Regions from separate parts of the Callithrix jacchus genome. Here region 1 is linked to region 2. A link is a contact called in public Hi-C data. All regions are on one chromosome and are shown on one strand. Each heading gives the region's core, a stretch centred on a gene start, on an enhancer-like site or on the middle of the called end of the contact. The rest is flanking DNA. Distances are from core to core; before and after follow the strand shown.

Evidence for each region. A called contact is a pair of places that touch in the nucleus more often than the background predicts.
Region 1: a contact with region 2 is called in a Hi-C map of induced pluripotent stem cells, with 5 times the contacts expected there. The contact joins two enhancer-like sites. A contact is called at or near these places in 2 of 3 Hi-C or Micro-C datasets (induced pluripotent stem cells and skeletal muscle).

Annotation. Positions count from the first base shown.
Region 1 is chr6:158,870,290-158,874,947 of calJac240_pri, forward strand. It overlaps RAB17 (RAB17, member RAS oncogene family), which reads right to left. Exons shown (of 6, transcript XM_078328900.1): 5 at 3,616-3,709; 6 at 247-1,845. The coding sequence ends at 1,802. Among named protein-coding and RNA genes, the nearest start is that of PRLH, 8.4 kb to the left of the region's middle. Within about 2 kb of position 2,067, at least 3 of the 16 cell types and tissues checked have an H3K27ac peak or open chromatin away from gene starts, as enhancers often do.
Region 2 is chr6:158,450,710-158,455,969 of calJac240_pri, forward strand. No RefSeq gene overlaps it. Among named protein-coding and RNA genes, the nearest start is that of COPS8, 63 kb to the left of the region's middle. Within about 2 kb of position 2,737, at least 7 of the 16 cell types and tissues checked have an H3K27ac peak or open chromatin away from gene starts, as enhancers often do.

The DNA.
Region 1 (4,658 bases), core at 817-3,316, 420 kb after region 2:
AAATATTTATTGAGTTTACTTGTTCCGGATCTGAGTTGAAGTCCTGGATATCCTTATTAATTTTCTGTCTCGTTGAGTCTGAATCTCGTTATGGGTCTTATGTATCTGGGTATTAAGATCTCTTATTGTTGCATTGATCCTTTTACCACTGTATCTTTGTTGCTTTGAAATCTATTTTATCAGATGTGAGAATTGCAACTCCTGCTTTTTGTTTATTTATTTTTGGAGAAAAATTTACAAACCAACTGGAGAGCAAAAGGATAGATTTTAATAATAAATTCTGGCATAGCCACAGTAGCCGCCAAGACAGAGGGGGAAACACGCAGTCAGGCATCCAGGCACCCTACAAACCCCCCTGGTGTTTCTCCCCGTCAGCATCATCCGGCCACTCTTCTGCAGTTCCTCTGAGGGCCCCCCCCGTTTTGCTCTTTGGCAGAGCAAGCACTCAGGACCCTAGGACCGTGGGGCCGGCCTTACGCAATGCTGGAGCGCCGTCTGGTGGCCACGGGCAACCCCAGCCTCCTGCCGCCCCCAAGGTGGGTCCCCACCCCAGCTCAGGGCCCGCTGACACAGGGGCACGAGGACACAGCCTAGCACACTGGGGACTCACACTTCATGTTCTTCATCGGCGAGGGAATCCTTGCATGGAAAATGGTCCAACTTTATTAGCACCTGTAAATTGCAATGTGCATAGCAATAACAGAGTCGGATTTCACCTGTGAAATCGTGAGGACAGTGCTCGTGAAAACCAAGGGAACAAGTGCTCTCAGAAGCTACTGTTTTCATCCTTTAGCTTTTCTTGGAGCTCATGAGAGAGGTATGTGAAATCTGGTCTGCATTTGTCTAGTAAAGTTCACGTGAGAAGGTCATTTCAGTCACACTAGCCCCAGAAAACCACACTCCAAGGGAGACCCAAGAGGCTCCTTGTCCCCAAGATTGAAAGATGGATCTTCCAGGGGCCCAGTGGATCCAGGTGGCTCCTCCTGTTAGGATAACGAGGCCAGGGATCATGAGGGAGGAACTGTTATGAAACTGTGGTTTGCACGCTGAGAAACGCAGGCTGGCCAGGAGGGGCTGTGCCCCGCACCCTCTCTGAGGTCTCTGTGTCCTCTCCCTGGCCCCCTGGCAGGGCTCCCCATGGTCTGGACCCCACTGAAGGTCACAGCCTGGCATCTCTATGCCAAGTGAACGAGAGCAGAGGGAAGCCTGGTGGAGCCAGGGAAGCTCCAGGCACAGAGCCCTTTCCCCTTGAAGCTCAGCATCAAATGGAAGGCACTTTGCTTTCTGCTGCCTTGATCCTTACAGCAGCCAATAATGATGCCACGTTTTCCAGGTGGATAACAACGTCTTGTTTAAAACTCACACCTGCTTATCAGAGTCCCAAGGGCAAGGATGAAAACCAACATCACCTTCCAAAAATACTTGAAATAACCTTGCCCCAGCAGTGTCCAGAAAGAGACCCAACAGGAAAACATTTTGTGGGGTTTTTCTTCCCAAACAGGGGCTGGGTTGCTGCCGTTTGGATATTTGTCCCTTCCAAACCTCATGTTGAAATCTGACCCCAGGACCAGATGTGGTGGCTCACACCTGTAATCCCAGCACTTTCCGAGGTGGAGGCAGGTGAGTCACCTGAGGCCAGGAGGTGGAGACCAGCTGGGCCAACATGGTGAAACCCGATTGTTACTAAAAAATACAAAAATTAGGTGGCTATGGTGGCGCATGCCTGTAGTCCCAGCTACTCAGGAGGCTGAGGCAGGAGAATCGCTCAAACCTGGGAGGCAGAGATTGCAGTGAGCTGAGATCATGCCATTGCACTCCAGCCTGGGTGACAGTCAGACTCCATCTCTAAAAAGAAGAAGAAAGGTGAAGAAAGAAGAAGAGGAGTAGGAATGAAGACAGCAGAAAGAAGGGGAAGAGAGGAAGAAGAAAAAGGAGGAAGGAAGAAATCTGACCCCCAGTGTGAGAGGCGGGGCCTGATGGGAGGTGCTGGCTCATGGGGTGGGTCCCTCGTAAACCGCTTGGTGCCGCCCTAGCTGTAATGAGTGAGCTTACTCCAGCAGCGCCTATAAGAGCCTCCCCAGAGCTGGTTGTTGAAAAGAGTGGGAACTCCCCCTACACTCTCTTACTTCCTCTCCCCGTGTGACCTCTGCACACCAGCTTTCATTGCCTTCCGCCAGAAGTGGAAGCAGCCTGGGGCCGCACCAGGATGCACATTGGCCCCATGCGGTCTTTGCCACCTGCAGAACGACGAGCCCAGTAAGCCTCTTTCCTTATAAATCACCCAGCCCCAAGTATCCCTTTATAGCAACACAAAAACAGACTAAGACATAGGTTTCTCTGCAAAGGCAGGCAGTCAGGATGGAGTGTCGCCATCTGGGAATGCGTCCCATCCAGAGAGGGGGGCCAGGCCCACGTTAGTCACAGCCTGCACATGGGTCTGCTTCCTCATTTACTTCACAGGAGCCTCCCAGAATACAGACAGAAATATCTACAACAATCCATCAGGCTCGGGGCCCTGCCTTGTACTAGAAAACTTCCAAAAGCCATATTGTCAAAAGCAATTTAATTTTTGGGAAAAAAAAAAAATGCATGTGCAGTACAACTTACATCTCAGGTTAAACGAATCTTCCTACTCTTTGGATAGAAACTCAGCTTCGCCACATTTCCAGCCAGGAGAGCATGGGAGGGAACCAAAGCCACTGCCCCCAGCTGCCCTTCCCAGAGGCGTTAGTCCTGGACCCACCCCATGCTCGGTTATCGCTGTGCTTCTTCCTGGCACTGCCACCTCCATCCGGGCCTGCTCCCCGCACCTCCAGAAGCAGGTGAGCCCAGGCTCCAGGCCAGCACCCCCACCCAGATCAGGTGAGAGGCATCTTTCCACCGTCGCTGTGCTCCAGGGACTTTTCCAATCCTTGCTTCCTCTGTGGCCAGAGGCCGCCTGGCTGAGGGGGCCACCGTCCAGGCGGGGCCGGCATAGGTATCCGGGAATCAGATGGTGTGGGTGGGGACGGGACACAGCACCCTCTGGGAGTCATGTGACACCAGCTCCTCCCCTGGCGGTTCCCACTGGCTGTGGGAAGTGGTTTTTATAAAGGGGGCCAACTTCCAGAAACCTCTAGGGCTTGGGAGCAACCCAGCGCCAACAGTGAATCAGAACTATGCAGAGGCGGCCATGGCCCAGGCTGGGGGCATCTTCCCACAGCCCCCAGGGGAGGCTGCACCTACTGTCCACAGCATTTGGCCTGCTGCGCTGGCCTCTCATTCAGAGCCACATCTGCGTCCCCCCGTGGAGCCTGACCCTCCCTGTTGTCTCTCTGCAGTAGCTCTCGAGCTGTAAATGGCAAGAGGCGGGGGCCGGTTAGGGAGGGAAGTCCCCCCGCCCAGCACAGCCCTGCAGCCCAGCAGCCAGGGACCCATTCCTCCTACGTGCAGCTCAGCAGCCAGGGACCCATAGAACCAAAGAACCATAGAACGAGGGCTTCCTGCCCTTCCTGGTCACCGTACAGTCCCTAGAGACATTCTATGGGATCTTGCATCACCAGCAAAGGGGACCCAGGGAAGTCGGTCAGGGACGAGCACCCTCCACCTTGTCTAGCCCGTGGGGAGATCACTCACCCACGGCACTGAACACCTCCGACACCTGATGGTTCAGTTTAGCTGAAGTTTCCATGAACAGCAACTTGTGGCTGTCAGCAAACTCCTTCCCTTCCTGAAACAAACAGCCACAAAATCCAGTGTTGTTTATAAGAGAGTTTCCTAAGAACACCTGTTTCACTCCCAACAGCAAGACCCAAGAAAGTCGAGGTGGTGCAGACTGCACTCCTGCATGCCTCGCGTCCAGGTCGCATTTCTTGGCACTCCTGAGCAGCCAGGACCAGGAGGGGCAGAGTGTGATCCCTGGAAGAGGCTCTTCCTCTAGCTGGCTGGCGGCAGCCTTCCTCCTCCTGCAGGGCCTGGGAAGCCACACTCCCACCATGAGGCTCCCCTCCCACCATGGCTGTGGGCAACCGTGGGCTCCAATGCTGGGCAGAGAACCAACTGAGAACCCAGGAAACATGAGAGGCAGAGGGAGGCCCCTGGACGGCGCCCACCTGGGCCCTTCCTCTGGGGAGCCCTCATTTTCCAACATGGGTCTCCCTCCTATAGGGAGGAAAGGCTGTCCCAGAGCAAGGGCAAACTGGAAGACAGCAGGCCTGCAGTGGGAGGCCAGGAGAGAAGCATTCGTGGGAAGGTCACTGTCTCGCCCAGGAGTCAGGGGTGGCCGAGGAATGGGGGCCCCTGTGGGCAGGACCTTCCCCTAGCCTCCATGACTCTCCCTGGAAGAGGAGCCTGTGGCAGATCCTGGGGGCACAGCTCAGGCTCCTGACTGTCCTGCCAGACATGGAGCTGGCAGCAGGCATGGCCAGCCATGCCCACAGCCCTGGCACCATCCACAGTTGTGCATGCACTCCTCCTACCCAGACCCAGAGAGCCTGAGCCAGCTGCTCCTCAGCCAGCTCCCCAGGCAGACGCTCCAAACCCACCCTGGCTGCCCACTGGCCCTCCAGAACTTTACCTCACGCCCATGTTTTTGTGCCTGCCCAAGCACCCAGCCCATCTAGTCACTCTCAGAGGACACAGCTCTGCTGCCAGGCTCCTCTCCTCCCCACCCAGCCTTG
Region 2 (5,260 bases), core at 1,487-3,986:
CCTGGTCCCTACTGGGTCAGTTAGCCCCTTTCTCACCTGGTTCTTTCCACCAAATTTCCAAAATGCTCAGTCTCCCACCACCCAAAACAAACAAAGAAAACCCTGGACCCTGGACTCAGAATTACTACCTTAAAGAGATGGGGTCTCACTACATTGTCCAGGCTGGACTCAAACACTTGGGCTCAAGCGATCCTTCAGCCTCAGCCTCCCATATAGTTTGGATTACAGGCACTTGCCCCTGCACCTGACTTCAAAATTGCTATCTCTTTTCTTCCTTCCCTCTGCCACCAGATTTCTAGAAGGAGCAGGGCACCCTTGCCTCTGCTTCTGCCATTTATGGACTCTAACTTTCAACCCCACAATTCCACACACTGAAGCTCCTTTTCTTCATGCCTCCTAATTGCAAATTCCACATTTTCGTTGCAATTTCTTACGGCGACTTCTCTGCTGTGCATGGTGTTGACCACTTTCTCAGGAACTCGGTCTTCCCAGCTTCACCCTGCCCCAGGTCCTGGCTCCTCCCTACATCTGCTCACATCCCGCCTCTCCACCTCAGCCCCTCAGATCTGTCCTCCCTCCAGTAGCTGCCAAACATGTGTCCCTGGGTTCTGTTCTCCACACAGGGGCCCCAGACAATGGAACTGGCAGACCCACCCTCTGTTCCAGCCGCTCGACATGCGCATCAGAGTCTTCATCTGCCTTTTCCATAAACCCAGACCCTGGGATCCTAGCAAGAGAGGCTGCCTGCTCAAGGTCATGAGGAAGTGGCAAGTGAAACAGGAGGATCTCCTTCCTCGGGAGGGGGCCAGCCTGAGGGAGTTAGCAGAGGGAGTTAGCAGAGGGAGGAGGTATGAGGAGCTCTATCCTGGGGTTGACCAGAGGCCAACAGTGCAGCCAGGAAGTATGACATGAAGAGCTCAGGCCATGCACAAAGACAGGGCTCATGCTGGAAGTTTCTTATGGCGATGGGCGCTTCACAACCTGCCTTAGCAGGAGGTGCTTCACACACATTGCTTAGCCTCTGTGTTTCCCCTCAGGAATGAGCAATGCAGTTCAAAAATCAAACTCACTGTGTGGCTTTTGGAGGGGGTAGCACACAGGCTGCCTCACAGCCAGCACAGGTGAGAAAGTCCCTCCAGGGCTCAACGGCAGTGGGTTTGCAGGGGGCAGGTAGCGTTTCCTCTGCCTTTACCCTAGGACAGCTCCTGTGAAGAACTTTCAGAGGACTGTCTCATTCAGTCTTTCCAGCAGCTTCAGGAGGCATCATTCCCCTCCCCATTTTGCCATGAAGGAAACTGAGGCCCAGAGAAGCAAAGAAGTTCCCTAAGGCCACACAGCTGGCCCAGGGGATCAGAACACAAGCCCAGGTAATACGGCCCCAGACGCTAATCAGAAAAGCAGCTCTGACGTGGCTTCAGGTTTCACTAAGAAACTTCTTTAGCCCATGGACACACATTTTATTTTTTTCTAGTGCAGGTTAGGGCTTAACTGGAACTGAACTGGAAAGGTCTGTGTACATCTGTATACACAGAAAAATGAAAACTTTAGCAATCAGCTGCATGTCCCAGAGAACAATTTTCCAAAGATAAAAGACACTTCGTGACTTCACAAGCACAGCACTGTAATGCCCCCTCCCTCCCGCTTTCATTAAATTCGAATGTCATTAGAGCAGACTCCTGACGGTCCTTACCACATGGACCAGAGGATGGCTCACTGAGGGGCTGCTGTCCATCAATAATCAAGCCCACGCACGCAGGTGTGTACAGAGGGAGCTGCTCAAGGGAACCACAAACAAAGACCTAAATGTGTCCCCTGTCCCTGCCCACAGACAGGGAACCGGGTATTTGTTTTGCTTCCTTTGGGGAAGCATGCCCTGGGCCAGTGGGTCTGGGGTGTGAAGGCAGCCACCTCCCCACTCCAGGCTCTGTGGCTGCAGGTAGGGAAGGAGGCTGGGAGGAGGCCCTTCCTCACTTCCAAGCTGATCAGCGCAGCGTGAGCGCCAGCGTGCAAGTGGGCGCCACATCCAGACGGTTTCCATTTCCCCGGATAACCACGGAAAACATGAATCAGGCCGGCCCCACGCTGGCCCAGCTGCAGTGTGGGGGCACACGCCGGTGAGTCACAGCCTGTGCTGCCAGAGCTGTTTTTCCCATTTCTGACCAGGGAACAGTTTCTCACTGGACGTTCAGTTTCTCCAGTCCTCTCTTCCCCCAGGACGTTTCTCAGACTGTGGCCAAGGGCTCCCTGTGCCTGCAGTGAGATGACAGCTTTCCTGCTGCTGGTAACACTGAAGAAGGCTGATTGAGCACAGCTCCGGGACGAGGTCCCTGCAAGTCAGGGACACGGAGGAACTCCTGGGCCTCAGCACAGCCCCGAGAAGAAGGCGCCTGGCAGACCCATTTCACACATGAAGGAAGCAAGGTCGAAGCTCTGGCCTAGCCACTCATCCATCAGCTTCCAGGGCTCTACCCTCGGAGTCCACGCTTTTAAGCAGGGTCACATGAGGCATGGCAAACCCAGCTCACCCAGCACTGTTCCCAAACGGCCATCTGCTGCACATGTCCCAGCTTCTTCGGGTGGCAAAGGCCACAGAGATGCTAGTGCTGTCCCCCCTGAATGCAACAGAGGGGCTAAATGCCCACTGAGCCCAGGGCAGCAGAGTAAGATTTCTCCAAGCTCGAACAGGCTCTGTAGCATCCCAAGACTCTGTGCCCTCCTTAGAGAGGGAAAGATGCCACCTCCCTCATGACCCACTGCCAGGCCTGTGCCTGTACTTTGCACACCTTGTCACCTCCGGTCCTACAACAGCCCTCAGCGATGGGTACACTCACTATCCCCACTTTACAGGTGAAGAGACTGAGGATCACCAAGGATACGTGAGTGGGCCATAACCACTCAGTGACTGAGCCACAGCGCCAGCATCTGAATGGAGGGCTGGTGACTCCAGCATCCGCAGTCCAGCTGGATTCTGACATCCCTCCCTCCTCTAACCCTCCAAGGCTGCCCGCACCTGTGGCAGAGAGCGCCCAGCTGCCTTGGCATAAGCACACTCTCACACCATGCTCTGCTTTTCCACGGGGCTGTTTCTTGCTTGACTTGGCAGAATTCCCAGTCATGTGCCACAGAGAGACCGACCGCATTTGCATTTACGGAGGTGGTTTCGTAGATGATAGTAGAGCTGAAACATTTCTACTGCCTACTGACATCAGAGCCACGGTAACACTGTAGCACAATTACTGTATTTTAAAACATTGATTTCACCCAAATGTCCAGTGGTTAAAGTCTGCAGTACTGCCCGGTCATGGCTCAGGCCTTCCCATTCACTAAGCACTCACTCGCTGGCCCAGCCAGGGCAGTGTCCAGTCCAGCAAGCTCCATTCAGGGTCAGTGTATACCATGTTTTATCTTTTCGACCATATTTTTATAGTACTCTTTCTATGTTTAGATATGTTCAGAAGCACACACACTTAGCATTGAGCTGGCCAAGCGCCCACTCAGCTGTCCCAGCTCAGATCATCAGGCATCATAAGGAGCACACAACCTAGGTTTCTTGCATGCACAGTTCACAGAGAGTTCATGCTCTTATGAGAATCTAATGCTGCCACTGACCTGACAGGTGGTGGAGCTCAGGAGGTAATGCTCCCTCACCCGCTGCCTACCTCCTGCTGTGTGGCCCAGTTTTTAACAGACCAAAGGACTGGTACCAGCCTGAGGGTTGCAGACCCTGGGCTACAGCACATAGGTTTGTGTAAGTACACTCTAGTGTTCACACAATGATGGAATTGCCTAAAATACATTTCTCAGGACACATCCCTGTCTATTTTTTATGTATTGAATCTGAACAGTGAAGTACTATATAATGGTGTGATACAGTGTGTCTCTTCCCAACTCGTGTCAATGATACAGGTTGGTAGCTTAAAATCAGCTGCAGTGGAAGTATTTACACTATGGAAATTGGCAAACACTAAACATCAGGTGGGTCTTTTTCTCCATTTTTCCTGAAGAGCAGGTTATGAAACATTTATTAGCACCCCAGTGGACATAGCATGTACGCAGTATCTTTTGCATTCAAAACAGCATTTACAATATTATCCATGTAAGTAAACATGGATTGAAAGATGACTCTTAAATCTAGAAATCTAGACTTTTGGAAAGTCTACCTGAAGATAATAAAATTGTAATTGAGGATTGGGAGAATAAATCATCCTCACAGCATTCCTTCAATTAAACATGGGAAGTGAATGGGAAAAGAAAAGAACTTTTATCTGAGGAGTAAGAGTCCTCTTAAATTATCAGACCCAGAGAGACGTTGAGATGAGACAGCAATCATGTCCTGCTCCCCGCTTCGAGCTGTGTCTTCCCCTTGGAACTGCTTCCTGCTGCCACAGGTGGCTACACATTAACCCAATAGTGCTGCACCGGACACTGTAACTTACACCCGTGGCTGAGCAGTGGGTAGCCAGTCACTCATGGACGTAAGCCAATGACAACCTCAGACAAAGGACTTGGTATCAGGCCACGTCCTGCCCCCACCCCCCACCTTTTGCCTTTAAAAACCTTCTTGTGACAAAGTCCTAGCAAAGTTCACATCCAAGGTCACATCCAAGGTCACTTGGGATTGAGTTTCCCAGGCAGCTGTCGCCACTTTGGCTCAAGTCAACTCTCAGTGACGTTTTATGCCTGACCTCTTCCTTTTAGGTTGACACGGTCTACCCTCACAAGAGGCCCCTGAGTGAGCCCCACAGCGGGTACGGCTGCAGCGTCCTCTCAGAGGCTCAGACTTCCTCAGTGCGGATGAATCAGATCAGACATACGTCGTGTTCATCAGCAAGAAAGCGGACGGGATTCTGGGGTTGTCCCTTTGAAAGACTCCAGAGGAAATTACAAATTATTTTTCTGTGGGGCCACCCTGAAGGGCTTCCTGCCTCCGCTCTGGACATCATCGGGCTTTAGTCATGAGACTCGCCCAGTTGCTGGAAACTGGGCACACATAAGTATGTGGCCAACTTGGAAAAGGCGATGGAGACACTTCTCGCCAGTGCAAGAGCAGAGAGATAAATGAGAACAGAGTAGGGCTTGCAGCTGGGAGCAGGAAGCGAGGCCAGGCACCCAGGGCTTTCTGAGTACAAGAGGGCTGCCTATTTTTTTAAATTATTTTTGAAAGAGAAAATGCTAGATAATAGGACTGGAATTCCCTCAAGGTGCCCCTCTTCACAGCTTTTGTTTTTTTGAGAAAAGCCTAGTTTAGTTTAGTTTTGTT